Regions from separate parts of the Mus musculus genome. Here regions 2 and 3 are each linked to region 1. A link is a contact called in public HiChIP or PLAC-seq and Micro-C data. All regions are on one chromosome and are shown on one strand. The core of a region is the stretch at or near the end of the contact, and the rest is flanking DNA. Distances in the headings are between cores, read along the strand shown.

Region 1 (2,875 bases), core at 246-2,745:
TATATATATATATATATATATATATATACATACACATATATATGCACAGCACACGTAATATGTATAGAGAGAACAAACGGTATCTTGGATATGCTTTGGGGAAAGAGAAACTTACATATAGACAGCTGTAGACATCCTTGGTAGAAGAAAAGGAACTTGATATGCAGGGATGGGCTGACGGGTGATGCTATAGTTGAAATGCAAAAATGCCGCATGTTCAAGGAACGGTGATGTTAAATGCAGTAGAGCTTTGAGTGTGTGGACAAGGACCTGGCACAGAACCAAAGTGGGCCGGTGAAGAGTCTCTGTGTAGATGAGTAGCTTGGAGAAATGGGGAGCGAATGGGGAGCATTCACAACTGTGGAGACAGGAGACTCAAGTTCAGAGTCTTGGCTACGTAGCAAGTCCCAGGTCAGCCTAGGCAACATGAGATCCTATCTCACAAAAGGTGGAGAGGAGCCAGTCCTTGTGATCTTTAATCCCAGCACTTGGGAAGCAAAGGCTAGCAAATCCCTGAGTTTGAGGCCAGCCTTTTGTACATAGCAAGTTCAAGGACAACCACCAGGACTGCATAGAGACCTTGTCAGACTGGGGAGACAGTGGATAGAGATCTCCATGCAAGTGGAAAGACTTGAGTTTAAGTCCCTAGAATCCCTGTGAGCTGGATGGACTCCATCTGTAACACCAATGCTCTTGGGGCAAGATGGAGAGACAGGAGAATCTTTCCAAAAGTCACAGGCCAGCCCCCCTGTCATACACAAAAGAGGACAAAGACCCTGTCTCAAGGTGAGAAGCACGCACCACACACACACACACACACACAGAGTCCAGTAAAGATGGAATTAGGCCAACATGTTTGTATGTACATAAAGTGGACTACTGGTGCACCTGATGAGAAATGTTTTCTAGCATACAGGCAGAAATTATATAAAAATGGGTAAATGTGAATTCTGGTCTTGAATGAGTGAGGTAAATGTGCTTCCAGATTTCATTCCGTTTAAAATGTGATCCTTGAGCATATTCCTGAGGAAATGAGGAGGTGAGGTACAGGAGGAAAGGAGACACCTACTAAGAAGGGAAGATCAGACAATACATACATACATACATACATACATACATACATACATAGCATATGGTACGTGTGTGTGTGTGTGCGCGCGTGTGTGTGCGTGCGCGCGCATGCGCGCGCCTTGGAGTTCAGTTTATTCTGTGGGTAACGACTGAAATTAACATGTTTGTTAACATGTTTGTCTCGATGCCACATTCAATGATATCTGCCTTGCTTTCTTCCCCACTGGGTGACAACCCCCCCCACCCCCGCCCTACTCTGAATCTGCCCAGGGTCTCTGGAGCAGCGTCTCGCTGAGTTACAAAAATGGCGTTAATGAGCCACGGCTGACTCTAAACAGCTCAAGGAATAAGGTAAGAGCTATGGGTGATGGATGGAAGGTAACCCTGCCAGGGAACGAATCGAATAGAGAGAGCGAGCAAGTTGTGTGGAAGCTGCGCAGCCTGCGCGTCCTGGTTGCCCTGGAGACACCGCAGAGGCTCGGTCTCTCGGGAGTTCTGTGGTGGCAGCAGACTGCGCGGGCTGGGGCTCCCCGAAGCTGAACACCATTGTGTCACCGTCGCCGGAGGCTGTGCCGTGTAAGTGCAGGTTCCCTGGCGGGGGAAGGCGGAGAGCAGGGTCTGCGGGGCTCGGGAGGGCGGGGGTGAGGGGGCGCACCCGCGGAAGAACGGGCCACCCGTGGTCTCGTGGGCCGTGGGGGTGCCAGAGAGGGACAGGGACGCACCTGTGCATCTAGACACCTCTTGTGGCCTGGACGCAGGGGAAAGTGAAGGCTCAGAGGCTTGGAAATGAAGTGAGTTTTTGCCAAACTTCCAGGTCTTTTTGTCACACGCCTGAAGCGTGGGGACATAAAGAAAATGAGTTGTATAGATTGTGTAAATGACGTGGTGGGCTTAGTTTGTGAGAATCTAACGAGATCGATTTCGTTGACGGGAACACCTTCGTGCACAGGTGTGTGCTTTTAAATTGTAACTCGCAAAGACAAGTCTGAATGATCCGTAGAATCCATTTTCCGATCAAGTTTATTAAACATAATGCATGTTTGGTTTTATTGGAAACAGTTAACTACAAACTGTGGGTGGCATCCTCAGTGAGCTTCCCGGCTCTGAAACTGTCTCTGCCCCTCCACATTTCTAAAGCCAGGGATTGGTGGTGGTTGGTTTTTGGTTTCCTGGGACCTCTTAGGTTAGGGGAGTTCTTTGTCCACCCTTCCTCGCCCTCTGTCTTGATTTTGTTTGCCTTTGTATTCCTTGTACTTCTTCAGCCCCCAGGACTTAGTTTGTGAAACAGTCTTGAAAACTAACCGAGTGTTCTTTTCTCCTGTGTACTTTATTTTGTAAATCATTAATAGTGAGGAAATTCCGTAGCAACTTTCTAAGGAATTTTTTTTTTCCATTTTTTATTAGGTATTTAACTCATTTACATTTCCAATGCTATACCAAAAGTCCCCCATATCCACCCACCCCTAAGGAATTTTAAAATCCCGCTATTACACTTAAACTCAGCCCCTGTCTGTGGGTCTTAAAATCACTGGTGACCCCCAGCCTGCTTTTGTCCTTGGCCTTTGTAGATAGAACTCTATTAACTCAGGGTCAAATACTTATAAATTCTGAAGTTAAGAAGGTACACCACTTGAAGCTAAAGGTGACTGATAACTATGGCAAATATTTTCAACCCACAGCTATATTCATTTAATCTTGCCCAAACACAGTGGTAATAATAATCAACATATTCTTGCAGGTTTTGCTTTTAAAAAGAAAATTAGAAAATGAAAGTATAATAAGGCAATGCAAGCCTGGCGTGATG
Region 2 (2,875 bases), core at 146-2,645, 490 kb before region 1:
AAGTTGAAGCAAGTCGAAAAAAAAACCTAACCACCCTAGGCAATTATAGCAATCTTCCTAGCTGAGAGAGACTTCCTGTGTTGGTCTTTCTTTTAGTCTTATGCCAATGAATTGCATCCAATTCAGCACCAAACTAACTTATTACCTACCGAGAGTAAGCCTGTGTATGACTATGGTATCCGGATGAATGAAACTATCATCTCCCCAGGAATTTCGCAGCCTAAAACATCTGCATTCTGATAGTCAATTGCATGCATTAAACACCTTTGAAATTAAGGGAATCGACAATCACATCAAAACAGGGAGAAACTGTGAAGCAAATGTCTCACAGCTACTCCAGTTTAAATGTGCATCTTGAGGTGAGATAAAAATGACTAAAATTTATTATAGAAATATACAGAACTGACAAACATGAAAGAGAATTAAAGTCTGTCCGTTCTAAAATTGTTTCTGTTGACTTCCAACTTCCTCGATGTTGAATAAGTAATATTCAAATGGCAGATTGCAGCTGGGTAAGTTAAATTCATCTGAAGGCATCTGAGACTATTTTTTTAGTACAGACTATGTATGTATGTGTGTATGCACGCACATGTATGTATATGCAGGAAAATATGTGTGCGGCGTACATGTGCATGTGTACACATAGAGGCCAGAAGACAACCTCAGGTATCCTTCCTCAGGTGTTGTCCCTCTTTTATTTTTAATTTTTGGGGACAGGTCTAGGGTGAGCCACCAAATGAAACAACTTAGAGCTGACCTTTGGAAACGCTCAGGTGACGGGACTCCATAAGGAACTTGGCTCTACTGCCCCAACCCTTCAGGAGCTGACCACTGGTTAAGGGGCAAGAGAATGTCAGTTACCCACTGGCATTCATTTCTGGACCTGGAGAAATATTCCTCTAACAGTTTCTAATATCTGATTCAATATAGAACTACATAGCTAATTTAATGTTGTTGAATTAGAGATAGATTTTTATTCTATCTATATCAAATTTTGTCATTTTAAAACTCAAGAGGTTTTTCTTTAAAAAAAAAAAAAACCATTCAAATACCGTCACTAGCTCAAATCGATTAGACTAAACTGGATGGCACATTCATTATTTACCTATGTGATTGGCCAGATTCAAGAAATGTAACAAGTGTCGGGAACACAAAGACATTTTGCTGGAGAACAAGAATTTCTTCTCTTGATCCTGAGTTCACCGGTTCGGCCCAGTCTTAGATGAAGACAGTAAGGACAGCATCCCCAGGACCCTTGACAATCAGAGATGCCTGGCTGCAGGAGGCTCGCTGTAGTTTCCGGGACGCCCCATAGAGGGCGGGCCTGCAAAGGCGACGCTCCGGTGCGCGTTCCACTGAAGGCTCCCAGGCGCGCTCCCGAGCTCACGTGACCGGGTCTCGGGGTCGCGCCTGAGCGCCATGGCTGTAGCCCAGGCAGACCCGGGTTCTGACCCCGCTGGCGGCGCCCGGTTCTTCTGCACCGCGGGCCGCGGCCTGGAGCCGTTCTTGATGCGGGAGGTGCGCGCGCGGCTGGAAGCCACGCAGGTGAGTCGGGCTCACCGTGCTCGGGGGGAGCCACGCTCGCCCCGGGTCCCCTCTTGGCACCAGCGTGGGGCTCAGGCCCGGGAAGGACTTGTGAGCACCCCATCCTTGGCGTGCAGTGGGCCCCATCCGGGACCTTTGATGACTGCTGAGAGCAACCGGCTGCTCTGGTGGTTTCGTTCTTTATCCAGTATGGTCACTGTATATCTGTCACAGCCAAAGTTTTAAACAGAGGGGTGCGGAAGCCACTTTTGTCTGGGATTCCTTAAAAAGAAACTATGACATGGCAATAGCTAGAGTTAGAATCCTTCCTTTATACCTTAAATGCAGATATACTTCCCGGGCTTACTTGTTTGAGTCTTGTTACTTGACAAGCTTGGGTTTTACATTGTAGGAGGACTGTGAGACATGCCCAGTACACCCACAACACACGTGGTAAACAGAAGCTAGAACAAGAACTCTCCCCTGCTACCCGTGCGTTTCAATGAGTGACTAGTGAACAAATTCCAAACGTACCAGGATGTGCAAACTGAGTTCTTGAAAACACAGGGAAAGGATGTAATAGGATAGGTCGGGACTTTTGTGTGTGACATGTTCTTGGAAAGGGGAAGCTTGCTAAAACCAAACTAGCTGTTCGCCTCTGGGGAGCAGTGTTCGAAGCCCACAAAAGGAGTCTCTGCCACGGTGAGGATCCAGATGGAGATGGTGGAGATGCAGATGGAGATGATAGAGGTGCAGGTGCAGTGGGGAGAGTTGCCAAGACTAGCATTTAATCTAAATAAATTTAATCTAAATTAAATATCTAAATAATAACCTCCGCATTCATCAAGGATTTAAAGTTTGTTGGGTTTTTTTGTTTGTTTGTTTTGGTTTTAATTGTGTGTGTTCTCATACTAGTGAAAGCGTGAACCATCAGCTCATCTCCCTGGAGCTGGAGTAACTGGTGATTGTGGGCTGCCCTGCGTGGGTGCTAGGATGCAAACATGGTTCCTCTACAAGACTAATACCCAGTCTTAACCAGGTGAATCCAGTGATGTATTCAAGTTACACAATTACAAAATGATGTTGGTGATATTCAGATTCTGAAATCAAGCATAACTATATAATGTCCAACCCAGCCACATGTGGGCATATACATGTTGCAGGGCACTTGATCACACTGTGAACCCCAAGATTGTGCTATTTACTGAAAAAACAAAAACAAACAAACATGTTTCTATTTGTGGTCTGGCTCAGCCCTTAGCACATACCTTTAATCCATCTGGCTGGAATACAGGCATGCCCTTAGCACACATCTTTAAGCCCAAACAATGAAAGTCAAGTTAGTTTGTAG
Region 3 (2,875 bases), core at 189-2,688, 430 kb before region 1:
TCTATAACGTGGAGGCAGCTTCTTTTGTACTCAGGCCCAGGGCCATTTTGCTGCTGTTGCCTTGCTCTTAAAGCAATCACAGAAATCTTGACTTCTGTGAGAAGTGGGCTTCTGAGCAACCGGAGAATGTAAGCTTGCGAAACAAAAGCTATGTATGAGACAGCATCTTCAGGGACCTCATCTCCGCAGTATGCCGCTCACACATTTCCTTCTTCCATTAGCACACAGCCTAGTGCTTTCTCCAATCTCCACTGACCCCCTACCCACCCGAGCGTGCCAAAGCAGACCTGGCCTCCAGGTCCTCCGGTATCCTTCTGTTACAGGGTACGGCTGGCATGCCCCACCCTCTACCTTGAACTCTGGGCCGCCCTTCCCCACAGAGGCTCTTCCCTACGTAATCCAGACATTTTGGTCACCTCCTCTCTTTTCCCTTCTTTTTGTACCTTTGGTCTCCTGGCTGTTGTACTTGGTTGTTCTCTCTCCCTTTCCCTCCCCCTCTCCCAACATGGCTCAGGGTCACGACCACTCTAGACTCTTCCAGATGTGTCTGTTTCTGGATCTGCTTTCCCACATATATCTAAGAAACTTCCTTCTCCGGCAGACCTAGGAGCGGTCACGTCCTTTCTTTCCTTTTTATTTCCTTTTGTAATACACCACCCACCGGCCAAATTACTTCTCCTGCTCAACTGCCAGTAATGTGAACAGAGCCAGAAAGGCCCAAGATTCTCAACCACGCCCCCCGCCCCCCACTTTGCTTTGAGCAAGTCCATGCATTCTAATGTCACCAAGGGGAAAAGATAATCTTCTCCCAAGGGAAACCCTCTCTTTTCCTTTGTGACACCGAGGTACATGGAGTCACGCAGCGGAGAAATCTTGGGGCAACACTGCTGGGGCAGGCCTGACGCCTTCTGTGACGCTCTTCCTGATGATGTAGGTAAATCGCACAATCACAAGCTGATTCAATGCATCGCTCCCAGTTTCCCTCTTAGCTGTCACATTCCCTCTGGCTCCCCAGGGTAACTCATCTGTGTCTTATCTGCTTTGCCTTGTTGTTGCATTTTTGGACAGGCTTGTGAGAAAAGACTGTTCCCCCATCCCCTCTGTGAGCCCCATATGGTCCTCCCTCTGGCTCTCCTTCATTCCTTCCACAGCTTCGCTCGAAAACCGTTCCCCACTACTAGGGACACTGTTTAAACCATTGCTTTATTTGGAGAATTCCTTATTTAGGAGCTGGCTCATCCTCCCGGTCGATACTGCATTCATCACTCCGTTATCTCCTCAGGTTACCTTTCACAGCTGGTTTAGTCTCAACTCCCAAGTCCGTTTTATCTGAGAACCATGTTGGCAGGACAGCGATTTACTGTAGCCACAGCAGAGGCTCATAAAGCAGGGCTGATGATGCTTCACTGATGTTTTGCAGAGACAGACACTTCCTCAGACATAGCTACCTCACAGCCCAGCTCACTCCTTTGTGGGCGTTTAGCTCTGGGTCTCTCTCTCTCTCTCTCTCTCTCTCTCTCTCTCTCTCTCTCTCTCTCTCCCTCTTCTACTGCTAACAAGACAACAGTCCCTGCCTCTGCTTACCTCCAAGGCTGCTTCAAGGTTTGATTCTTCGTGTTTGAGGAAGATTCTGTGATACAGGCCACCACCACCACCACCACCACCACCACCAAATCACCACACAGTGCACCAATCTCAGAAAGGAACAACATAAAATGGACTGCTCTCCTTAATATGTAATAAAAAACTACTGGGAGGTATCCTTGTACTGACAACATCAGATAGATCTATTTTATTACAAATGTAATTTAATATGTGATGTCTTGTTAAGTAGCTCACATTCAACATGAATAAAGAAAATAATGGTTTACCCTATCTTCACAGTGCTGGCTGGGGAGGGGGCGTGAGAGGCTCTTTAATGTGTGGCTATTGCCAACATTTCTGGAAAATACCCCAGCTTGTGGATGTCTCCTGAGAGGATCAACAGAGATGATTGACTTTCAAAGCCATGCAGCTAGACAGGCACGAAGAAGCAAGGACTGACTGCATTGCCTGAGCCTCTGAGAGGCCAGCCTGCCACTCACCACAAATCTCTGTAGCCTCCTTTTTTCAAATAATTGCTTTAATTTTTTTAAATTAATTAATTAATTAAATTTTTTTAAAAAGCCATCAGGGATGCTTACACGGGACAAAATAGGGAATTAATTTTTTTAAAAAAGCCATCAGGGATGCTTACACGGGACAAAATAGGGAAGATCCACCCACTTAGATATTAATCTTCAGTCATTCCTGGTGACGTGAGAATTTCTCATAATGTGCTCTGGGGGGTGGGGGGAGTGCCAAGAAGGTAATTAAAATTGCTGTCATACCTTTAGGCTACTGCAGACTATGGGGTCCCTTGAAGGTCAGTCATGTAAAGAGAAGCCTGTGCTTATGAAAAATAAGCCTGGCATTCTTTGCAGAGTTACAAAGGGCATTGTGTGTTCTGGTTTAGAAATACAGCTGCCTGATTAAAAACTGTGGAGCAATTACTTCTGAGGGGAATTCGTCAAAATCGTGAGGCGATGAGAATCTACCTAGATGCATAAAAAGTTAAGGATGTCTCAAATCCTGGCTAGGAATAGATTACTGGAGTGTCTGCAGAGTCTATGGGTGAGTGGACCGGAAAGCAACTCACAACCCTGCTACGTGGTACTTTTTAGGACGTGGTGAGGCAAGTCTTCTCTCAAAGAGTCACTCTTACTAATGCCCAGAGCCAGCGGTGGAGAGGACCCAGAAGACCAGAGCTTTCTTCTCTACCTCTTGTATATGTCTAACCAGAATGAAGAAACACTAACAGTTAGTATGAATGTGACTCTGGGATAGGTGTCTTAAA

Evidence for each region. A called contact is a pair of places that touch in the nucleus more often than the background predicts. HiChIP or PLAC-seq counts read pairs in DNA pulled down with a chosen protein or histone mark.
Region 2: a contact with region 1 is called in a Micro-C map of embryonic stem cells, with 2.4 times the contacts expected there. The contact joins the promoter of Thumpd2 here to the promoter of Cdkl4 in region 1. A contact is called at or near these places in 13 of 39 promoter capture datasets (the 3T3-L1 cell line, 3T3-L1-derived adipocytes, the C10 cell line and 8 more), 3 of 484 Hi-C or Micro-C datasets (the G1E-ER4 cell line, bone marrow-derived macrophages and embryonic stem cells), 8 of 115 datasets of contacts at active chromatin or transcription factors (craniofacial prominence, embryonic basal ganglia, embryonic stem cells and 1 more) and 3 of 9 other capture datasets (adipose tissue, liver and macrophages).
Region 3: an H3K4me3 HiChIP or PLAC-seq map of forebrain shows a contact between it and region 1, with 6 times the contacts expected there. The contact joins the enhancer-like site here to the promoter of Cdkl4 in region 1. A contact is called at or near these places in 2 of 39 promoter capture datasets (both in embryonic stem cells), 2 of 15 datasets of contacts at CTCF or cohesin (the NIH/3T3 cell line and stem cell-derived epiblast-like cells), 8 of 484 Hi-C or Micro-C datasets (the N1E-115 cell line, bone marrow-derived macrophages, embryonic stem cells and 1 more), 7 of 115 datasets of contacts at active chromatin or transcription factors (embryonic basal ganglia, embryonic stem cells, forebrain and 2 more) and 3 of 9 other capture datasets (adipose tissue, embryonic stem cells and macrophages).

The regions. Positions count from the first base shown.
Region 1 is chr17:80,576,104-80,578,978 of GRCm38.p6, reverse strand. It overlaps Cdkl4 (cyclin-dependent kinase-like 4), which reads left to right and starts at 1,495. Exons shown (of 10, transcript NM_001360143.1): 1 at 1,495-1,647.
Region 2 is chr17:81,063,605-81,066,479 of GRCm38.p6, reverse strand. Thumpd2 (THUMP domain containing 2) reads left to right here and starts at 1,395. Exons shown (of 10, transcript NM_028138.1): 1 at 1,395-1,545. The coding sequence starts at 1,420.
Region 3 is chr17:81,009,539-81,012,413 of GRCm38.p6, reverse strand. No RefSeq gene overlaps it. Among named protein-coding and RNA genes, the nearest start is that of Thumpd2, 54 kb to the left of the region's middle. Within about 2 kb of position 1,438, at least 38 of the 459 cell types and tissues checked have an H3K27ac peak or open chromatin away from gene starts, as enhancers often do. A contact at or near this core is called in forebrain, where this site is marked.